2 separate regions of the Danio rerio genome follow, and region 2 is linked to region 1. A link is a contact called in public Micro-C data. All regions are on one chromosome and are shown on one strand. Each heading gives the region's core, a stretch centred on a gene start, on an enhancer-like site or on the middle of the called end of the contact. The rest is flanking DNA. Distances are from core to core; before and after follow the strand shown.

Region 1 (5,463 bases), core at 1,732-4,231:
GAGCCAATCAGGGAGAGAAAATCCTTTAAAAGTCTGTATTTTGAAGCACTTTCAATGTTTGCAAAAGGCTCTTTTTTAAGGTCAAAAACTCCTGAGTAGTTTGAACACCTGGCATAACCACAGAAAAAAAATTGTGCATTTTAGAGCAAAAATACCCTAATACCATCTATAAATAGTCCAACACTATTAATTAAACCCATTAACAATGCAACCAACTCATGCAAATGTTCTACAAAACCTTAAAATGGATGCTGTGGTTTCATCATATTGAGACAAATCAGTCAACACACTTTCATATCGATACCTTCAACACATTGCAATGTATTTTTTTCTCTAATATCTAGTCTAAGATCCAGATTGAGAAATACATTTCCCACATTTGGCCTGGTAGTAATACGGAGTTGTTTGAAACGTGCCGACAGTGATCCACTAACAGTTCATCAACAGGAAATCAAATAAATATGACTTCCCTGGCGGATTCCTGATCCCTGATATCTGATTTCTCTGTGAAGTACTCAACGCACATGAAAGCGTAACTTACAGTAACACGAGAAGCCTCTTCAATAGTCAAATCTCCTACAACAGTGAACGCCACCTGCTCCCCGGCATAAAGAAAAAAAAGATCAAAAGAATCGGAGTGCATGATATACCAAACCCCCGAAATAAAAAATAAAATTAAAAATTTATAAATAATTATTAAAAAAAACTCTTAAAATTGTTTACATTTAAAATAATGTTGTTTATTTTACTTAAAAAGAAGAAAACAACAAATGTTTATCGTATAATTAAATAACAGTATATTTTAAAACTGTGTTGTAATTGGTGGTGGTGCTGCTTGCAAAAATGCAGCATTGCAAAATAAAAGGACGATAAAATAATAACTTATTAATTAAAATATGAAAACAATATCATCAGATATTATTTTAGAAATAATTTATAGCATTGTTATAAATAAATATATATATTTTTCATTATAAATTGCATGAAATACAGCATACAAATGACAATAAATATAATACATATACCCACATACAGTTGAAGTCAGAATCATTAGCCCATCTTCAATTTTCTTTCTTTTTAAAATATTTCCCACATTATGATTAACAGAGAAAAGGAAATGTTCACAGGATGTCTGATAATATTTTTTCTTCCAGAAAGAGTCTTATTTGTTTTATTTTGGCTAGAATAAAAGCAATTTTTATTTTTTTAACCATTTTCAGTCCACGGAGCAAATCCTCATTATACAACAGCTTGTCTAATAATACCAAACCTGCCAAGTTAACCTAATTAACCAAGTTAAGCCTTTAAATTTCAATTTAAGCTGATAGAAGTGTCTTGAAAAATATTTAGTAAAATATTATTTACTGTCATCATGACAAAGATAAAAGAAATCAGTTATTAGAGATTAGTTGTTGGGGGGTGTTGGGGGGGCTAACAGGGGGGCTAATAATTCAGGGAACTAATAATTCTGACTTCAACTGTGTGTAAATTGAGAAAGTAGACCAATGTAGAATGTATATGTATTTATACAAATATAATTCATATACACAGACAAAGAAACTGAGAATGTAATCCAAATTATTCAGGCACTGTTTCATTTGAGATGGTCATTTTTGAGAAAGTGCTTCTGACAATGAGAAGGACAGCGATATAGCGTCAGAAAACTCTTTGCAAAAATCCTATTTTGCATGCTGTCTTCATCAAATTTTAAATATATACTCACAAGACACTTGGTTTTCAAGAAATATCTATTCTAGTTTTTTTATAAGAATGTTTTCCTGTGTTCGTAAATGAAAAAATACAAATTTTGGTTCTCATTACTTTTGCATGTATAACTTTTTATATTTTTTAGCATTAAACTGGAGAACTGGAAAAACCAGATGTACCAAATACCTACTAATAACATAGTAAAGCTCAAAGTGCCTTCTTTCCAATGACACCTTATTTTTGTTTGTAGCTCACTGGGGACAAGAACTGTTACTATTTTAAGTTAGAATGGGGTTTTCCCCTTAAATGGGGGCCTAACATGTTAATACAAATAATAATAAAATAACTAACTTTTTATTTCCCTTTTAAACAATTTGCCTTTTTAATGCTACTGATAGGAATAAGAAGTATACAATAAGCAACACATAGTGTGATAAGGTAGCCAATACAACAAACAGCAAAAAACCTATTTGAACAGAGAAATGAAAAGGTATTTTACCACAGGGAACAAATAAATCTTGATAAAAAGCTTAAATTAAAAGCTTAATCTGCATGAATACATTAAATTAAACTAGTTAAGTTCAATCCACAGCTAAACCAGTTATACATCCACTGACCTACCACAAGACAACACCCTATACATTCCAAACTTTGCATATATCCCCAAAAAATGTAGCCTCTAGCCACACATCAATCCCAGGCGCTCCATAAAAAGCACTCACAGGCACAGGACAGCAATTAACATTCTTGAAAATTGAATATTTAATTAAGGTAAACTGATCCAGCCCCAACGAGCGCAGGGTCAATCAATGCACGAGAAATGCACGAAATGCTGTTTGAGGAAGTCTGAGCTCCTGCCTTCACACACACACACACACACACACACACACACACACACACACACACACACACACACACACACACACAAACACACACAAACACACACACACACACACACACACACACACACACACACACACACACACACACACACACACACACACACACACACACACACACACACACACACACACACACACACACACACACACACACACACACACACGCTCCAGAATCAGAGGCTGAAGTCATCAGACGAGGGTGTCTCTGGAAATCTGCAGCCGCACCCCTGGCATTCTGTCTCTACAAGTTTAACACACCACCCCAAGAAATAAAGAATTGTTATGGAGGGGATTTTCTAATACTCTTTACCCTCAAAGAAAAAGCAGCACGCTCTGCGGAATCCAGTCGCCCACGCTCTCTGTCAAGACACTTGATTCCAATTAGATATTTTCTTTACTTTCTTGTTCGAGCCTGTCTGGGCCTCTAGACTTCAGCCCTCCCTCCCTCTCTCTTTTCTCTGACATACACCACTCTTATTTTTCAGGCCTTTTCTTTCTATTGCTCTCCCCCAACCTCTCAGTGAGCATGTTTACATGGACATCAATAAACACATTATTTACATTACTCTAAGACATTATTATTAAAGTGTTCACAGGAGTTGCTTTTAGAATATTGCCGTATGTTTGTGTTTTACATGGTTTTAGTACATTGATTGATTAATGGCATACATCATTACATCCACATGCGATGAAATCCAACATTCACTCAATCAGTTTGTCTTTGTTACCCAACACAGATTTCATTTATGACCAAGAAGGGAGTTTGAGCTAAGGTAGATCTCGAGAACTCTCCTGCTGTAGTAGCTATGAACAGCTAGTGATTGCTCTTAAGAGATAACTTCTTACTAGGAGCATGTTTATGGTGGTGATTTAGATTCGTCAATTAACTTAAGTTGCATGTTTTTGGACGGTGGGAGGAAACTGCAAAACCCGGGGAAAACACATGTGTGCACGGGAAAACGTGTAAACTCTGCACAGAAACGTCAGCTGGCTTTGTAAGAACCAGTGACGTTCTTGCTGTGAGGTAACAGTGATAACCACTGGGTCATCGTGCCACCCATCTAAGAAAGGTTGAGGAGTAGGGGTGGAAGGGGGAATTCTCCAAAATAAAGATGGCTGTTATATGGAATTTAGGGTATTTATAGTTTGGCTTAGGAATCGTCTAATTGGTGAATAATAAAATGAATAATGCAGGACCGGCTGCAGGCAATCATAAGCACAAGATCCTCTTGAAAATAGTTTATAAATACACTTCACTTATTTTGCATGTTATACTAAATGTCATGAAACTCTTTATTAATGCGGTGTATGTAAATTATCCTGTCCCAGAATGTGATGACAGACCTACACTATGGTATTACTGCGATTAAATCTACGCACTTCCATAATAATAAGAATACTTCAAGCTAAACTGGAATACTCCACTTACTTAATTAGTGTTGTTAACTCCAAATATGACTATAGTATCCGCTATGGTCTCATAATAAAGTAAAAACTTTATGAGATAAAGCCTTCCAGAATTTTAAAACTCAATATAATTTGCCAGGCACTTTTTTTTATGTTTCTGAGCATTAGATCAGCTCTTCTGGGTTATGGGGTACCTTGGAACTCTCAACTATCTATTCACCCATTAGGTAAATGAATCCTTCCTTCTGACAAATCTCCATCCTCTGCTTCAGTTATCTATCTCTCTCTTCTTGAGCATTCATATAAACCTCTACCTATCACAACTGTTTGGGCTTAGGACCTTAATGAGGATGCACACGTTTTATTTTCAGATCAGGTATAGGAGATATTTAAATTGTCCTCTAGAAATCCTAATCACCAAATTATACATTTGAAATTGCTGCATATGTTCTACTTGACACCAAAGAAACGTTTTTATATAAATCTCTCTTCATCTTCTAATTGTAATCTCTGTTCACTTTTGGGACCTCACTTTCTCCGTTCAACAAAGATGTCTTCTGTTAACTGCTCTCACAGCAGCAAAAAATTGCTGGTCAACCGCTGGAATCCTCCTCATACCATGGATAGACGAACCTGGACAGTGTATTTGTTGGATATTCTCTCAATGGAACTCACAACTTCCCGTATACATGGTGCTAATGTGAAAACTGTCAGTATATGGCATTCAGCCTTTGATGTTGTATTATTCTTTTTAAAGTCTTTGTAAAATTCTTTTGTAAAATTATTTATTTATTTATTTATTTATTATTATTATTATTATTATTTTATTCATGTTTTGAAGTCCACCAGGAGCTGGATGGGCGGGAGTGGGTTTTAAAATTGCACTTGTTCTTTTTTTCATTTTATATTGTTTCCTGAAAAACTTAATAAACATTTGTTAACAAAAATAAAATAAAAAATATGACTATAGCACAGTATGTCAAGTATGTCCTTGCATAGTTTGGGAAGTAGACACACTCAAAGTTTAAATCTAGATTAAAGATACACCTCTTGGCATTAGCAAACACATAAAACACAAAAGCATAACTTTGAAATCCAAATCCTCTAAAGACACAGTTTTGAACAGCATCTACACTCTTGTTAGTCTGTTTGTTTCTCATTTTTCCAAAGACAAAATCTTGGATCTGGCCTCTATCTAGCAGGTGATTGTTACGGTCATCAATAAGTCAAGAATACAAGACTGATCCCTGAAAAGTAACAGGAAAATCATCTGCATTCTGTTGCAGAATGTGATGACAGCCCTATATGATGGTATTAATGCGATTAAGACTATGCAGTTCTATAATAATAAGAATACTAATACTAATAATAAGCTAAATTTAAATACTTTACTTACTTAATTAGTGTTATTAACTTCCGACAATGACTATAGCACAGTATTTCAAGT
Region 2 (5,463 bases), core at 1,154-3,653, 200 kb after region 1:
TTCTGGAACCGCCGCGTTATCGCATGCTGTTTTGTTTTTCTCCACTTTCTTTTCGAAATCTGAAATATGCCATTACAAAACACTGTAGGAATGTTCCCAGTGTTTGTGAGACATGTTCGCTCGGCTTTTCCAGGCCCTGTGCAACTATGGGACAGAGAGAAACAGTAAACTGCATTTGCCTGTTATGGGAGTCCTAAATGTGCAGTTAGAATGAGTCAAGTCCACATTGTTACAGACTGTTTGGAAAGAAAAACAAGGGTTGCTTCGAGAAGGACTGGTGAAATTGGTGTTTTAAGGGTTGTTTAGCAAAAACTGAAAGACATGCGATCATTAATTCACATATATGTTGTTTAAACATGCATATGCCATGCATACAGAGCACAAAAGAAGGTACAACATCAATTCATGCATATTATGATGCATAGGAGTAAAGGTCAAAGAGGTCTGATATGTTCACTGAATGGGAAAATACAGGTGAAACAGCAGAAAATGAATAAATGATGACAGAACCTTCAACTGTGGAGCAAATCTCTTTAAAGCGGGCAGTGAGAGGACACATGTTTCTATGAATGGAGAAGCCAAATAAATTAAACTTGGGGGTTTTGTACATTTTACAACCTTCCTGTTTGCATAAATACCAGCAAATGAACCAATGTTGCATTAACAAGCTACAATAAAAAGATCTGTAGATTTGGATTAATTTTTGTTGTTTGAATTCCCAAAACAGTCTGCGAAACTTTACAATAACAAACACTAAAAAGCCATCCAAAGTCTATTATTATACCAGTAAACCAGCAAATCCTTGGCTGTATTTGCATTTGAGAGTGGTGTAAAAACATAACACATTTTGCAACAGTTACTCTTGCAATGATTTTCTTGAATGTCTTACAGAAATCTCTTTCAGTTTGAAAAAAAAACAAAAAAAAAGTAAATCAGTCTGAAAACAGCTGAAACTAGAGGTGATCTCTGACCTTAGCCGCTACACAACCTCTGTTAAACTATTCCCTAAGCGGATGCATGAAATTTCTCAGAATCTGTAATCTACTAGACGTATGTTTGCAGAGTTCCTTTTGTTAGTGGAGTTCCATGTTTATTTGCTGCTTCATTATTTATCCCAGTGTAATGTATTAGTCTACCTTACTTATTTTAAACACTTTCAATGGAGCCTTTTCACAAAACTGTTATGATGCATTTAACGGTCAACATAATCTAAATTCTTTGAAATTTTTTAATATTTTGATTTGAAAAAAACTAAGAAGATTTATATGCATTTATGAATGCATTATATTATCTTTGCGTCAAACTAACAAATTACTGCTTATGCAAGGAGTTTCTAATGCATCGTTTATGGGGCTTAGAGTAAATTTGAAGTTATTCTCTCCTCTGGCTGCCGTCATCAGTCTCACAAACTATTTTCTTTTTCTGAAAGTCTTAACACTATTGTGTCATTTCTTTTTTATTATTTCAGCAAATAGGACTGTAAAAAAACTTTTTGTACTCTCCAATTCACTGCGCGTTAAGTTTACTTAACTTTGATGCCTTCGGCTACTGAGAAACCCGGAAATGTGAAAAGGGTCTATGGTTTTACCAAATTCTTCACTATTGTGCAATGAAAGTCTTGACAGCTCTCTGTCGCATGGTGTAGGAAGAGTGATAGTGTCTTCAGGAAATCCTTTGCAGATAGGATCGTACAAGGTTTCTTTAGTCTTTGCCATATTAATTATTGTACATAGAGCTTGAGGCAGAGCTGCTTTTTCATTTTCCTTTGGTTTGTTGATTCTCGTTGAATACACCTGAGGCTTCTTGTGGGTCAATAACCTCCAGATTAAACTGGTTCTTACATTTCACTCTTTATCAGATCAGCTTGACCTGCCAAAAACATACTACAAAGGCCCTGAAACCAAACAAACAATAAAACAGAACAGTACCAAATCAGTCCCTGCCATTCTGACCAAAGTCCACAACTAAGCTGTGCTATTTTCTGCTCCCTATTGTTAAGAAAACACACAAGGCAAAGCAGAGTCGCTTTCAGCTTTTTGGACTCCTACTCTGCATCACTTTCAGTTCCCAAGATGCTCCCCAGCTACCTTCTCTTATCAGTTTTACCCCCCTAAATGGGCTTTCTCCTGCCCTCTCTCTCTGATTAGTATTGGGCAGTCGGCCCAGGAGCATTTGTGTAGCTGTTGCCTGTTCGCCACCACACCTCCCTGCCCTTTTACCACTGCTATCACTGTTGTGAGAACCAGAACCCCTTTCTCTGCACTTAGCTCTGGGGCTAACATTAACCAGCCACAGATGTTTATACTGAAAGAGAAAGAGAGAGAGCGAGAAAGAGAGAGAGAGGGAGAGAGAGAGAGAGAGAGAGAGAGAGGGCAGCAGAAACAGTCTCACTCAATAAAACTCCCCCTCCGTCTAGCTCCGTCTTTGTCTTTGCAAGAGCGTCGCAGGTCGACGAACAGTCTCCGGAGCCTAAGGGAACTCTTTAGATCTCTGGGTGTTGCCTGTTAAAGGTTTAAATCTTTGGTCTTGACTTGCTGATTTTGTGTAGTGTGAGTCACCTGGAATTCTTTCAAGAGGGTCAACATTGGTGCTGTCAATTTCAAACAAGCAAAAGAGACATGAGACACAAACAAGTTTATCTAGATTTTTACATGGAAAACATGAAGCCGTGATGGTAGTGTGATTTGGGTGGTTGCCAAGATGTTGTTGTGCGGTTGCTAAGGTGTTCAATGGAAGATTTCTATTGGTTGAAGTAAAAACTGCCTACCCCCAACTCTCTAACATCATGTCTAAACTTGACATTGTCACAGCAACAGTGTTTGTTGTCAACACTGAATGTGAGTAAACTAAAGTTTCCAATACGTCCTCTTGCTACTTTCATCTAGCATAGATATTATTTTAGAAATTGTGAGATCTAGAAGCGCATCAAGCCCGTCCTTTGATGAATATCTATGACATCCAAAGTGGGATTTGTTATGTGACACTTAGCAGGGCTCTGAATCCAATAAAAATGAAAGAAAAAGACAAAAAAAGATTTGCAAAAATCTCACAAAACAAAAATCTATAAAAAGTTACAGTATAAAAATCCAGCTATCATAACCAATACTAAGATATGACAGTACAATATACCAATGAAAGAACTTCAACTAAATTATATTAAATAAATAAATAAATAAAAAGAATACTTGGGGCAACACGGTGGCGCAGTGGGTAGCGATCTCGCCTCACAGCAAGAAGGTCACCGGTTCGAGCCTGGCAGTTGGCATTTCTGTGTGGAGTTTGCATGTTTTCCCCGTGTTGGTGTGGGTTTTCTCCGGGTGCTCCGGTTTCCCCCACAGTCCAAAGACAAGCACTATACAGTAGGTGAATTGGGTAAACTAAATTGTCCGTAGTGTATGTGTTTGAAAAAAAGTGCATAGGTGTTTCCCAGTGATGAGATGTAGCTGGAAGGGCATCCGCTGTGTAAAACATATGCTGGTTAAGTTGGCGGTTAAGTATGTTGTCTACCATCTAGGTACTGACCAGGCTCAACCCTGTTTAGCTTCAGAGAGTAATCGGACTTCAGTGTGATGTGTCTGCGGCAGTAAAACTATTTATAAATACTTATTAACATTCATAAACAATTTACACAATTTTCACCATGCAAGGTTACTTATAAGGTTATAAAAACAAAAGCCTAGTTTTGTTAGCTATCACATCGTAAGGCGTTTCAAAAGGTGTCATGCTTCGAATGTTTGATGATAAGTTGCGAGGTCCACTTTGTGATCAAAAGACGATTATTTTAAAACTTTAATTTAATTTAATTGATTCCCAAAACAAGACTTGATTGCCAGTTTGTTTTTTGGTTTCACTAAGCCAGTAAATCGTTAAAAAGCATAACCAAGCTTAAAGACACTCTTAGAATATCTCCAGTCATTTTTCAGTTATGTATTCTAAACAAACCTTCACAGGCCTTTTTTATTTTATTGTAATAAATGTTGTACAAATATAATTCATCAATTCTGTATTTTTCCCCTTAAAAAGCTATTTCTATAATTAAAGTGTTTAATTTGTTTAAAAGCCAAATGTTTATTATGGGTGCCAGTAAATCCTTAATCATTTTTTTTAAAGTCTGGAGCCCCTATTTAGGGTCAGAGGTTTTCAAAACCTCAACATGAACCACTAATAAATCAGTGTGATTATAACTAAGCTGGCTTTTATTTCTAGCAACTCTGAAGCACTCTGCGAGTTAAGCTCTGGATGTTAGCACACCTGAATGGATTTCTGTTTTTTCCACAAGCGAGGACACAACCCAGAAGCGAAATTCCAACAGCAAGAACAGGCAGGAATATCACCTGGTAAAGCTCTACAAACAATTAAACAATATCAGAGAGATCCTAAGAATTCTAGTAAAAAGGAAGTGTGAGGAGACAAGAAAAACTAAACAACTATTCCTCCATACCCATGCAGTGTGTTTTTTTTTTACAAGAATGACTGCAAAAGCCTGTCGGTCTCAACATCTGCTGTAATTTTCTGTATTATCCAAGAACGCCAAGATTAGAATTCTATTACATCCTCCCATGTCTGCTAAGCTGCATCCATCCAAATTTTCCCTCTGTGTTTCAGAAATGACAACAGATTTCCTTGATCTGATGACAGTAACAGGATGCTTGGAGGTCCAAGTGTGTGGTCCGTATCTACCAGGGAAGTCGACCTAGCACATAAACCAGAGCCAAGACATCTGTCATACTACCCAGCACTTAACGTTCATACTCAAAAACAAAGAATCTCGCTCTCCCACCATCTCATACACCAGATGGGTATAACAGTAGAGTGGTGTGGCAGGTCTTGTGTAAATATTCAGTGTCTTCTGAGGCGTTAAGGAGAAACCCAGGGTCTCAAAGCATGAGTCAACTAATGTGGGAGTATCTCATCGCCTGCAAGAATTGCAGTGCACAGTGGAAATATGACATCCAACTTTACGCTGCTGTGTAAGGCTGGACAGAATGTTGGCTCACACTCTACAAGAATCTGTAGTAAGGTTGAAGGCACAATGCATTGTTTTAAAGTTACCATTTTATGGAATGTTGAAGTATTTATTGTAACTGATTTATTTAGGCCTATTTCTGATCTATCTTGCAATGACAAAGACCACAGGCTGCAACAGCAAAGACGACAATCCACTTATTCATTCAGTCCTACTCTACATTAGGCTTCTGCCACTATTAATAGTTTTTTGTTGCAATTAATTGCTGATGCTTTTATCATGATATACGATACTGACTTAAGCTGCATATAACAGTATAATAACCAAATGATATTTACTGTAATGCTTTATTGTATATGCATATTGTATATGCATGACCAAATAAATGTTTTAAACAAATTAAACTGTACAAAAGGACGAAAGGATGAAGCAATAGGTAACAGCATGTTACTATTAAGTCTTAGAATTGAACATTTGTTGATGCTATCTGAAAGTTA

The links. A called contact is a pair of places that touch in the nucleus more often than the background predicts.
Region 2: a contact with region 1 is called in a Micro-C map of caudal fin, with 4 times the contacts expected there. The contact joins two enhancer-like sites. A contact is called at or near these places in 1 of 18 Hi-C or Micro-C datasets (caudal fin) and 1 of 4 datasets of contacts at active chromatin or transcription factors (caudal fin).

Annotation. Positions count from the first base shown.
Region 1 is chr13:38,720,145-38,725,607 of GRCz12tu, forward strand. All of the region lies in intron 1 of LOC101882067, which reads right to left. Among named protein-coding and RNA genes, the nearest start is that of jag1b, 76 kb to the right of the region's middle. Within about 2 kb of position 2,982, at least 3 of the 62 cell types and tissues checked have an H3K27ac peak or open chromatin away from gene starts, as enhancers often do. A contact at or near this core is called in caudal fin, where this site is marked.
Region 2 is chr13:38,921,043-38,926,505 of GRCz12tu, forward strand. The region is part of intron 2 of slx4ip (SLX4 interacting protein); the gene reads right to left. LOC137487424 (a long non-coding RNA gene) reads left to right here. Exons shown (of 3, transcript XR_011005995.2): 3 at 4,606-5,463. Among named protein-coding and RNA genes, the nearest start is that of slx4ip, 8.1 kb to the right of the region's middle. Within about 2 kb of position 2,404, at least 22 of the 62 cell types and tissues checked have an H3K27ac peak or open chromatin away from gene starts, as enhancers often do. A contact at or near this core is called in caudal fin, where this site is marked.